Linked DNA regions of Sus scrofa: region 1 is linked to region 2. A link is a contact called in public Hi-C data. All regions are on one chromosome and are shown on one strand. Each heading gives the region's core, a stretch centred on a gene start, on an enhancer-like site or on the middle of the called end of the contact. The rest is flanking DNA. Distances are from core to core; before and after follow the strand shown.

The links. A called contact is a pair of places that touch in the nucleus more often than the background predicts.
Region 1: a contact with region 2 is called in a Hi-C map of embryonic fibroblasts, with 3 times the contacts expected there. The contact joins the enhancer-like site here to the promoter of GNG12 in region 2. A contact is called at or near these places in 5 of 47 Hi-C or Micro-C datasets (embryonic fibroblasts, heart right ventricle and mesenchymal stem cells) and 1 of 2 datasets of contacts at active chromatin or transcription factors (alveolar macrophages).

What each region holds. Positions count from the first base shown.
Region 1 is chr6:144,849,126-144,854,315 of Sscrofa11.1, reverse strand. All of the region lies in intron 2 of GNG12 (guanine nucleotide binding protein (G protein), gamma 12), which reads right to left. Among named protein-coding and RNA genes, the nearest start is that of GNG12, 69 kb to the right of the region's middle. Within about 2 kb of position 2,530, at least 36 of the 83 cell types and tissues checked have an H3K27ac peak or open chromatin away from gene starts, as enhancers often do. A contact at or near this core is called in embryonic fibroblasts, where this site is marked.
Region 2 is chr6:144,780,333-144,785,616 of Sscrofa11.1, reverse strand. GNG12 (guanine nucleotide binding protein (G protein), gamma 12) reads right to left here and starts at 3,093. Exons shown (of 5, transcript NM_001145387.1): 1 at 3,014-3,093.

The DNA of each region.
Region 1 (5,190 bases), core at 1,281-3,780, 69 kb before region 2:
ACAACTTTTTCTAAGATGCTCCTGGCAATCTGGAGTCCTGCAATTGACAAGCGGCCTTAACACACTGGCATATTAGAAGATCTATTATCATTTAGGGAGACAAAAGTAATATTGCATTGCTGTTTCAATAGACTTCATCTTAAAGTATGGTTACAAATAGTACTATTCGATCCTACTATATAACACAGGAAACTATATCTAATTACTTGTGATGGAACATGATGGAGGATAATGCTAGAAAAAGAATATATATACATATGACTGAATCACTTTGCTGTGCAGTAGAAATTGACAGAACACCATAAATCAACTATAACAGAAAAAATAAAAATCATAAAAACCCCACAAATATCGCTGTTCCTCTCGTGATTGATCCTGAATACATTTGCCTGTCTGTTCTCTTGTTGATTCTTTTGTTTGTGCATTTCTTCATTCAGGAAATCTCCACTGAGTGTCTGCCCTGCGCCAGTATTTTTCTGGGTGCTGACATTAAGCTCTTGTGTAAAGAGATATACACAGTAATGCATATTATGCTACGGGCTATGAAATAACCCTGCATCAAGCAACAGGAGGGAGCACTCCAGGGGGCGTGGGCAAGAGCCTGGTGTGCTGAGAAAGACACTGAGGTGATGTGGCTGCAGTGGGGAGGGGTTGGGGGGAGAGGAAGAAAAAAGGAAAAAGGGTCCAGCCTTTGGAGCTCCCACCCCCGGTTCCATCTCCTCGCACTTATCACAACAATCCTCAAAATGTCTGCAAAACGCTGCCCTTTACTAAAAACACGAACTCCTCTATTGCTCATATATGGACCAGGCTCAAACAGCCATTTCTAAAGTTGGCCCTTCTCTCCTCTGTCTGTCCTAGTCAGCAGAGTCTGAACTTCAGGGAGCTACCCTGTGTGAATAATAACGAAAATATCCTGAAATTCGGGGGAACTTACACACCAACTCTGATGTTGCTTGGCCTGGCAGTTACCTGAATATCAAGGGATCATTAACGAATCAGGCTGTCTCAACAGTAATGGCTGGTTTCAACAGTGGAAAGGGGACAGATGCCCAAGAACGGAGAAAGGGGTGTGTGTGTGTATCTTCTCAAATCATCAGGATGGTGGCTGCAACCACAGGCAAGGAGGTGGGGGTTCATGAACAAGAGCAACCAGCCTGGGCCGTGGGCTGTGGCCAGGCCAGCAGAAAGTCCAGCCCCTAGGCCCATGCCCTCCTCTGGACTTTGTCAGAGTGAGACAAAAGGCAAGAAACTAGGAGTTCCCATCGTGGCTCAGTGGTTAACGAATCTGGCTAGGAACCATGAGGTTGGGGGTTCGATCCCTGGCCTTGCTCAGTGGGTTAAGGATCCGGCGCTGCCATGAGCTGCAGCTCAGATCTGGCATTGCTGTGCCTGTGGCACAGACCTGCAGCTACAGCTCCGATTAGACCCCTAGCCTGGGAACCTCCATATGCTGCGGGTGCAGCCCTAAAAAGACCAAAAAAAAAAAAAAAAAAAAAAAGTTACTAATATAAACACAATGGGCTGCACCCTCCATTGGGGGGCAGAGATCCAGGACAATGGTGATGATAAACATTCATCAGGGATGTGAACTATCACTTGGTGAACAAAAGATAGCAGATGAGGTTTCCATTGTGAAAGCTCTTACGACTGAAGACACAATGTAAACTAAACAATTGGGTCAGATCCAGTCATTAAAAGCAGTTGAGTAATTAACAAAGGGTTGATAAAGGTGAAAATCATATTTCAACAGAAGATGACATATATAGAAAGGTTTTTGGTTTTGGTTGCACCCACGACATGTGAAAGTTCTTGGGCTGAACCTGTGCCACAGCTGCAGCAGCGCTGGATCCTTAACCTACTGTTAAGGAACTTCCTGGGACTGTTTTTATATTTGAACCAGTGTCCTTTTAAGTCTGTTTTGCATTTTACATTTAAAAATACATAAAATGTGTAGGAAGTAGTAGTCAAATAACTATTACCTAGTTAGCCCAACAGTGACTTTCTAGCAGGTGTTAGTAATAAGTGTAAATGAACTGAGACAAATGATTTAAACTAGCATCACTAAAGCGGATTTCAACATGGGTGGCTGTGAGCTGGAGTCTGTAAATTAGCATCACTAAGAGATATCCAGTTGGTGGTTGAAATGCCTATTCTCTGGTTGATTTTACGTCTCTGCCACAATCTCAAGGAGTAAAATAAGCCTACAGAGTGGTAAAGATTTGCCATAGTTAGCGTGGTGGCAAAGTTTTGCCAAAAAAGTCTACTGCAGTTTAATATGTGTGAGCCTTAAAACTAGTGGCATTTTAACTATTTTACTCTTTACAGATTTAAAATAAAATTAACTCTTAAGTTTAGAAACAGTTTCAAGGGAAAAAACACCCCCAAGTCCCAAGCCCTTATCGATCCAGCCCCTTTTACTGTCGTAACTTATCAGAGGATGACAATTTCTTTGCAGATTATCAGTCAGAACAATGAGGAAGCCTGAGAGCTCATTTTTAAACAGTTCTCCACTTCTCCACCAGGGGGCGAAAGTTGGCCAGCATTTGACTGAGAGAATGATTTATAAACTTGGATATTCTTTTGCATAGTGTCAGAAAGATATTCATGTATAAAAACAGCCTTTCCCCTCTCACTGCTTCTCAATACATTTAATCCTGACTGATTAGCAAAGCAAGCCAGCGCTTGTGCGGAATAAGAGGAAAGAGACACAGTGATGGGCTAAGAGCAGCCGGCACACTTGATCAGCACAGCCCTGTACTGTAGGTTGGCCGGCCATTCTCCCAAGACTTGAGATCAGAGTGATGGTTTTGCCAAAGCTGATCCAGTTTCAAGGATATTCCCCCACCACCACCCCTTTTTTAAAGAAGCATTTTCCACTGGCCTTTTTTAGCCAGCTGATGCCTCATGCAGGGCTGGCTCCTTTTGCCCAGCCCCTTTGCAGGGCCTCCCTCCCAGCAACCACAAAGCCACAGGAGGCCTGAGAGCGCAGGCCCTGCCTTCCTGCAGGGACCGGGACCTTTCCACCCAGGGAGGGTGTCTGGTGGCCAGGAAGGAGCCCAGACAGCAACCCCTGGCTGGGCCTCCCTCCCCTCAGTCACGGGGTCAGGAGCTCTGGGTGGGAACTTGCTTCTAGCTGGATCTAGCTGCAGCAGAGGAGACAGACAGACAGACTGACTGACACACACACACACTCTCACACATGCAAAGCCTGTCCCTGAACAGGAAGCAAGTTGGAGTTTTAGCATCTTGGTGCCAGTAGCACAGGCTGGAGCGAAAAAACCCGGAGCCAATTCTCCCAGGTCTGGGGACAGTCCCAGTTTTTGTGGCTCCTGAGCCTCATACAATTTGGGGGCCTCTTTAGAAAAAGAATATGAAATTAGGAAGAGCACACACGGGGTTCTTGCCAGTAGGAGGTCCTGAGGCTTCGGCTTCACAACCACCATTAGCTCTGGGGTAGGTGCTGTGAGTTGAGGATGTGCTGACACGGGGGTCCCGTGAGCCTTGGGCACCGAAGGACGGCGGCGGCGGGGGAGCAGGGGTGGGTTCTCTAAGGCCACATGGCTCAGCTCTCCCTTGGGGAGTGGGCTCCGGGGTTGGGCAAGGAAGAGGGCAGGAGATCCTGCTCCCTTTTCATCCTGCCCCCAGTGCATGGGCAGATGCTCCATAAACCCTCGCTGACCAACCAACTGAAGTGGCACCGCTGCCCTGCCCCCTCTCGTCTTTCTGGCTTCCCAGCCATATTTCACATCAAGGAAGATTCCTGCTGAAATGACTATCCACAGAGGTAAGTCAGCAAGAGTAGGTTTCCTGCTCCCCTGGATCATTTGTCCATCAATGTGTCCAGGCATGAATGACACCAACTTCAGAGTCAGTCCCCCAGCGAATGATGTTATCACCCTTCTTCACAAACCCGGCATTTGATGCAGCAGGGCACCTGGTCAGTAACAAGCAAAGGGGACAGGAACTCTGCTGGCTCAGGATCCCAGAGGACCCGTGGAAGAAACGGCTCAACAAATGCAGGCAAAAAAACCAAAACAAAACAACCACTGCAGGCATTTCCCTGTCACAGGGAGCAAACCTCCTCAACAGGAATCCCTGCTCTGCTGCAGGCCAGCTCTCTGCCCTGCCTAAGCCTCAGTCTGCAGTTTGGGTCATCTTCTTGCAGCTGTGGCTCTGTCCTCCTCCCCCATGTCTCCTTCCAAGACCTCCTTGGGTGCCACGAAGGTACCCACTCTGTGTTTTTATTGAAAGATCACAAAATAAACTGATCTGAATTTAAAGCATCTGGCTAAATATAGCTATGTTTGCATATTTCCGTGGGACTTGTAAAAATAATACATAAACTTCTAATCGAGTGGCAAAATCACTTACCCAAATCTTAACAAGGAAATGAGCTGATGCCTAAAAAAAAGTAGAAAGCTGTTTGGTTGAGTTATGTAGCTGGCTTTCACATATGCTACAGTTTGGTATTTATAAGCAAACACGCTACTAAATGTTCCTTGTTCTTTCTTGAACAAAACAGTGAGAACTTCTTCCATCTGAATGCGTCTTCATGAAGCCATTTATCACAAGGAAAAAAGCGTCCTGCAAATTCTAATCTGTGAAATGGAGATAATATTGTGATGGGAGAATCATGGCCACCCTTATTTTTGGGTGCTTCCTATGTGGCCGGCCTGAGCTGAGCATTTCATACTGATTATTTCACGTAATCCTCTCAACAGCCCTGTAGTGTTATCCTCAATTTATTACTGTGAAATCTGAGGCTTTAAGAGTAAGCGACTTGCTCGACGATTCCTGGAGAAGTGCTACTTTTCCCAAAGCTTTAGAAGTTTTTTAGACATCATCACGATAGTCCAAGGCAAATGATGATTAATAATAGCCTACTTACTGAATACATACTGGGTGACAGGCTGCTGTGCTGAATCCATTCCATGCACTGGTTCCTGTAATCCAGCTAACTTAAAAAAATTTTTCAGTTCCCGTCGTGGCTCAGTGGTTAACGAATCCGACTAGGAACCATGAGGTTGCGGCTTCAATCCCTGGCCTTGCTTAGTGGGTTAACGATCCAGTGTTGCCGTGAGCTGTGGTGTAGGCCCGCAGCTACAGTTCTGATTCGACCCCTAGCCTGGGGACCTCCATATGCTACGGGAGCGGCCCAAGAAATGGCAAAAAGACCAAAAAATCTTT
Region 2 (5,284 bases), core at 1,844-4,343:
GATTAAAGACAAACACTACTATTTCTGTTTAATGTCCTACCCAGGGTTAATAAATATGACTATTTCAAATATAAATTGTCTTTAAATTTAAAATATGATTAATGAAATGTTTCTGATGGCCTGACTCTAAAAATAGTATACACCTGTTAACCTCATACCAAAAGCACATTAAAATTGTTAATCCATTAATCAAAATTATTCATACCACTGTGGTAGAAATATGACACACACATGCATACAAGTATTTTATGTAGGTACATAGATAGATGGATAGAGACAGCACTGGCTCTATCTATCTATAAATCCAGGTAACTTGTTTCGAATTTAGTTGCCCTAGCATTTCCAGAAGCTCTACCTATTCATCTATCAATCAAATCGGGTTCCTTCTTTACCTGATTTATTTGCTCTATCTAGTGTTTCCAGAAGATTCAAACAGCCGTCTTTTAATTTATCCGAGAGCTGGCTGCCAGAATCAATAGATAAAATATCTAATAATTTCAAACGTTATCTGTGTGTTCGGTGCAAAGTATTTTCCAATGATTGTTTCATATACTTTCACAAAAACCCTCAAGACAGAGACCACTAACCATCCTTGTTTTATAATTCAGACTGAAAATGGTTAATTAATATTCCCATCCACATCTGTCCAACACCAAAACTCATACCCCAAATCACTGTTAAGCCGATTCTCTCCCAAATCAGAAAAATTTGACCTCCACAACTTGACTCCCTAAATTAAGCTTAAGCTGACGTAAACAAACAAACAAACAAACAAACAAACAAAACGACCTCCTATACAAATCCAACACAATAAATGATATAATTCTAAACCTGATTTTTTTCCTCTCAGAGGTTTTCAACATAAAAAAGAGCAAAACTAATCTCCTATTAGCTAGGCATTTCTTCAAGTGTTTTGACTACGCAGCTTTTTGCTGTCACAACTTGACAAGCCACCCATGTCCTTCAACAAGTGACAACATAAGCCCGACACCGCAAACCTCATTGTTAGAGAGCTAGGCTTTCAAATGATGCTGGGAGCTTGCTACACAGAAAAATTTTAGAGTATTAATCCTTTCCGCTTCTTGTGAAACACAGATACACATTTTTAGGTATTTTTACACAAATCTATTGTCCAGATTCAATACCTCTGTGAATTACCTGGGTTAAAAACAGTAAATACACGACTGCATTTTTAAAAATAAGGCCTAAAGGCACAGTCATCAGACTGTTCGACATGTGTTGGACCTAAACCAGGGTTTTATGGTGCTAGTTAGAGAAGGCAAAGGGACTGAAGGCTTGATCCCAAAGTCCTTTTACCACTGAAATCTCTGTAAAAGGTTTCATTACTTTAAAAAATTATGTGTGTGTGAATCATGTTTGTTTATTGAAAAAAGGGCTTGCTAACACATACACTTTTTTTTTTTTTTTTTTTTTTTTAAAGAATCAAAACAACTCCTTCCTTGAATGTGACTGTTTTGGCAACAGTTAAACCCAACCCCGTCATTCTAACACTGCCCGCCTTCCTGGTTCTACTAGGTGAGGGCCGCCATCCTGCCATCATTTATAGGCAGAGCTGAGAAGCACCAGCAATGGTGCAGCGTGGTGACGAGCACTTTAAAAACACAGCCAAACTCCGCTTTTAAAGTAGAGAACACGCAGACACAGTCCCTGCTGCTGACAATGTCCAAAAGATTCCTTATAGACAATCTATCTAGACGAAGCTACAACAGCCCCAGGAAATATAAACAGTGTCGGCAAGACAGCGGGGGCGGGGTGGGGGGGAGAGGAAACAACTGATGGGAAGGAAGCTAATCATGTGAAGTTTGTCCAACTCCACAAGGTCTAATACATTCCAGTCCGTTTCCACTCACAGCAGCCATTAAACGTGCCCTGACACGTGGGCGCAGGGGACCTCCTTTCTCTCAGGTTTTTGACCATTTTCTTCTCTGTGCACTTGTTTGTACACAACCGCGCCTGGGCAGGGGTGATCACAAGACGACAGGCCGCGGCAGTTCCCTCACTCAGATTTCCAGTTACCCAAAGTTTCGCTCCACCGCGGGGATTTAATGAGAATCACGAGTTCCTTTTCGAAAGTTATGAATGGTTTAAGTCAAGTTTACAAGACACAAACAGAAGGGGAGGAACCGGTGGGTCGAGAGGCTTCAGGGACAGCATTTTAAAATTAGCTTTAATTGATATACCCTAGTCGAAAAAAAATTTTTTAAAGTCACTCTGTTCCACGCAATAAGTCCGGGCAATACTTTTTTAAAAAATCACGCAAGCCTCACGTCTGAGTCTTGACCTCCTCCTATCATCCGCAAATGATAGCAGTCTCCAGACCGCTCACTGCTCGGGGGTCCCTCGCGGGACGTGTGATCTCTGCGACCCGCTATTTCGCCGCCAGACCCCCAACCCCCAGCGGGTTCCAGGGCTGCGCCTTCGCTGCCGAGTCCCCAGAAAGAGCGGAAGAAAGTAGGGAAGAGGGGCGTGGCGCCGGGTCGCCCCCAGCTGCCGGCCCTTCTCGCAAACCTGGCAGCGCCGCAAGCTGGAGCTGGGAACCCCGGAACCTCCCAAACCTCCCAGTCCCAACCCGGCGCGGGGCGCACGGCCGCGGGCCGGTGAGGAAGCGAGCGAGCCGGGAGACCTTCTCTCGCTCCCGCCCTCGTCCCGGGGGCCGGTTCCCAGCCCTGGACCCGCAGGGCTGCGGGCTTCCCGCGCCCTCCGGCCGCTGCCGCCCGTCGAGGGCGAGCGCGCCGTCCGTCTCCGGGTCTCGGCGTCCCTTGCCCTCCCTCCCCCATCCCGGTCTCCGGCGCCCAGTGCCCGGACCAGTCCCCGCCCTCTGGGACACTCTTCCCTCCTTCCTTCCTTCCTCCGTTCCCTCCCTCCATCTCGCTTCCCAGCACTGGGAACTCGGAGGCGGCTCCCGAACTGGCCAGCCGACGCCCCGCGCTGCGCCCTGGTCCCTTCGGGGACCCGACTTGCCACCTGCGCCCGCTGCTCGGTGCTCACTCGCCTGCCAGAGCGCTGCCCCTGCCACCACCGCTGCTGCCGGGGACTCTGTCTCTAAGGGCTCCTGGAGACGGCTCCGACCTCTCCTCCTCCTCCTGCTCCTCCGGGCGGGCGCCGGCTCCGCCTCGCTCGGGGTAGGCGGGGCGGACAGCCCGACGGGCGGGGCGGCGGCGGCCCGGACTCCTTCCTCCTGGCCTAGCCCTCCTCCCTCCTGCCCAGACGCCCGGGCTCTTACTCAGTTCGGCCGCCGAACCCTTGCTTTGCCGCACGTGGGCTGGCAGAGAGGAGAGGTGGGGAGCGTTGAAGTCCCGCAAAGGTCTGGCCGCTTTGGCCACCCCCCGTTTCCCTTCCCCAAATTCCCTAAAGCCCTGGAGTTCAAAGATTCTTCGGTTCCCTCCCACCCCCCATTCACGACCCTGCACAGGGCTGTTCTCACTCCTCGGAAGTTTCCCTCGCGTGTGAACGCCTTGCCAACCCTTATGCCAACCGTCCCTTAGGCCGCGAATATGTGCTCTGCCAACCCCCTACACAAAAGTTAGGCTCTGTTCCAGGAATTTCTTAAGAAAACAGTCACAGCAAAATTTAAAGGGCCCTGGGGCCACAGAGAGATTTTGCTTCCCAGAAAGTGGAGCTATAACTGCAGATTGTTGAATGTGAAGTACACCCGCCCATCATGAGCTTCCCTTCCATTGCTCCACCATGAGATTTGTGTTTCCGAATGCCCAGTACCTGGCAGAGTTCCGCTTAATGAACGGAATTCGCTTTGGTTTTTTTCTGGATGGATTCAGGGTCCAGGAGTTTGAGAAGCCACGTTCGTTTCCGTAGACTTCAAACTATTAATACAGCCATTCAACAGTCATTGACGTCTGCTATGTGCCAAGCTCTGCAATAAAGGTGATTGGTGGTGGGGGTGGGGATGTCACCCTCAAAAAGTCCAGAAAGAGTCCAGAAAGAGTGAAAAAGATGGATGTGCAGAAATAGTATCACTCAGCAGACTTCTCGCACATTCCTAGGTGTCTGCTTTCTTGTTTGACAGGGTGGAGATAAAAGAGTAAATGCTTTCATGTACGTAATCTCATCTGGAAACTGAGACACCAAGAACTTAAGGGGCTTATTGAAACTTTTCTAATATAGTACTATTCAATGTGTGACTCACAGAACAATGACTGTCTGGGAACTGCTACCCATCTGTAATGGGATAAGCATAGAAAGTGAAAGTGAGCATGTAAAAACTTTTATAGCAATTTGTGTGATTTTCTGCCTGTTAAATTTGATAACGAAGAATATGGCCTTGTATTTGGTATGTCTCTTTTACTTTTCTCATTATTCATGTTGTATTTATCATGTTGGATAAAAGCATCAGCCTGCAACAGATTGAAAATAAAATCCCACAGATAGTTGGAGATGCACTGATCTAGTTAGGAGCAAGGCAAGAATAATAAGAGCTAACACTTTCATGGCAGATGTTGCTCTAAGTGCTTTACATATATTAATTTTATTAATCATCCTACCAACCCTAGCAGGTAGGCTCAGGGATGTTAAGCCAGGCAGCTCAAAAGTGGCAGAGCCAGAATTCACTGCAAAGAGTCTGGCCCCAGACTTTGTCCTTTTACCCACGACCCTCAATCCAGTGTTCTTTCTGCTCCACTGTGTGCAAACTTCAGTAATTTCACGTTTCTTCTTTGTACCTTCTATATGATTTTTTTTTTTTTTTTGCCATTTCTTGGGCCGCTCCTGCGGCATGTGGAGGTTCCCAGGCTAGGGGTCGAATCAGAGCTGTAGCCACTGGCCTACACCAGAGCCACAGCAATGCGGGATCCGAGCCGCATCTGCCACCTACACCACAGCTCACGGCAACGCCGGATCGTTAACCCACTGAGCAAGGGCAGGGTTCGAACCCGCAACCAATGGTTCCTAGTCGGATTCGTTAACCACTGTGCCATGACGGGAACTCCCCTGATTTTTAATTTATATTTTTAATTGACTTAATTTTGTTATTTCTTACATATATGAGGCTTGCTGTTAGTCAATTCATCTGTGAAATCCTGACTTTGAAAAGCTAGCAGCAGCCTCTTACTCTGGATCAAAGTACATGCCCAACTCCAGCAACGGTTGTCAGTGCTCTGCCATATCCCTCACCTGTGATCCTTCTCCAGTTTCACACACACTGGCTCCAGGTATGCATTCATTCCCCTGCACTTGGCACCTGCACCTTGTTGTCAGAACACCACCCCGAGCTGCAGGCTTTACTTTGCCTGCTCACAGGACAGCTGGA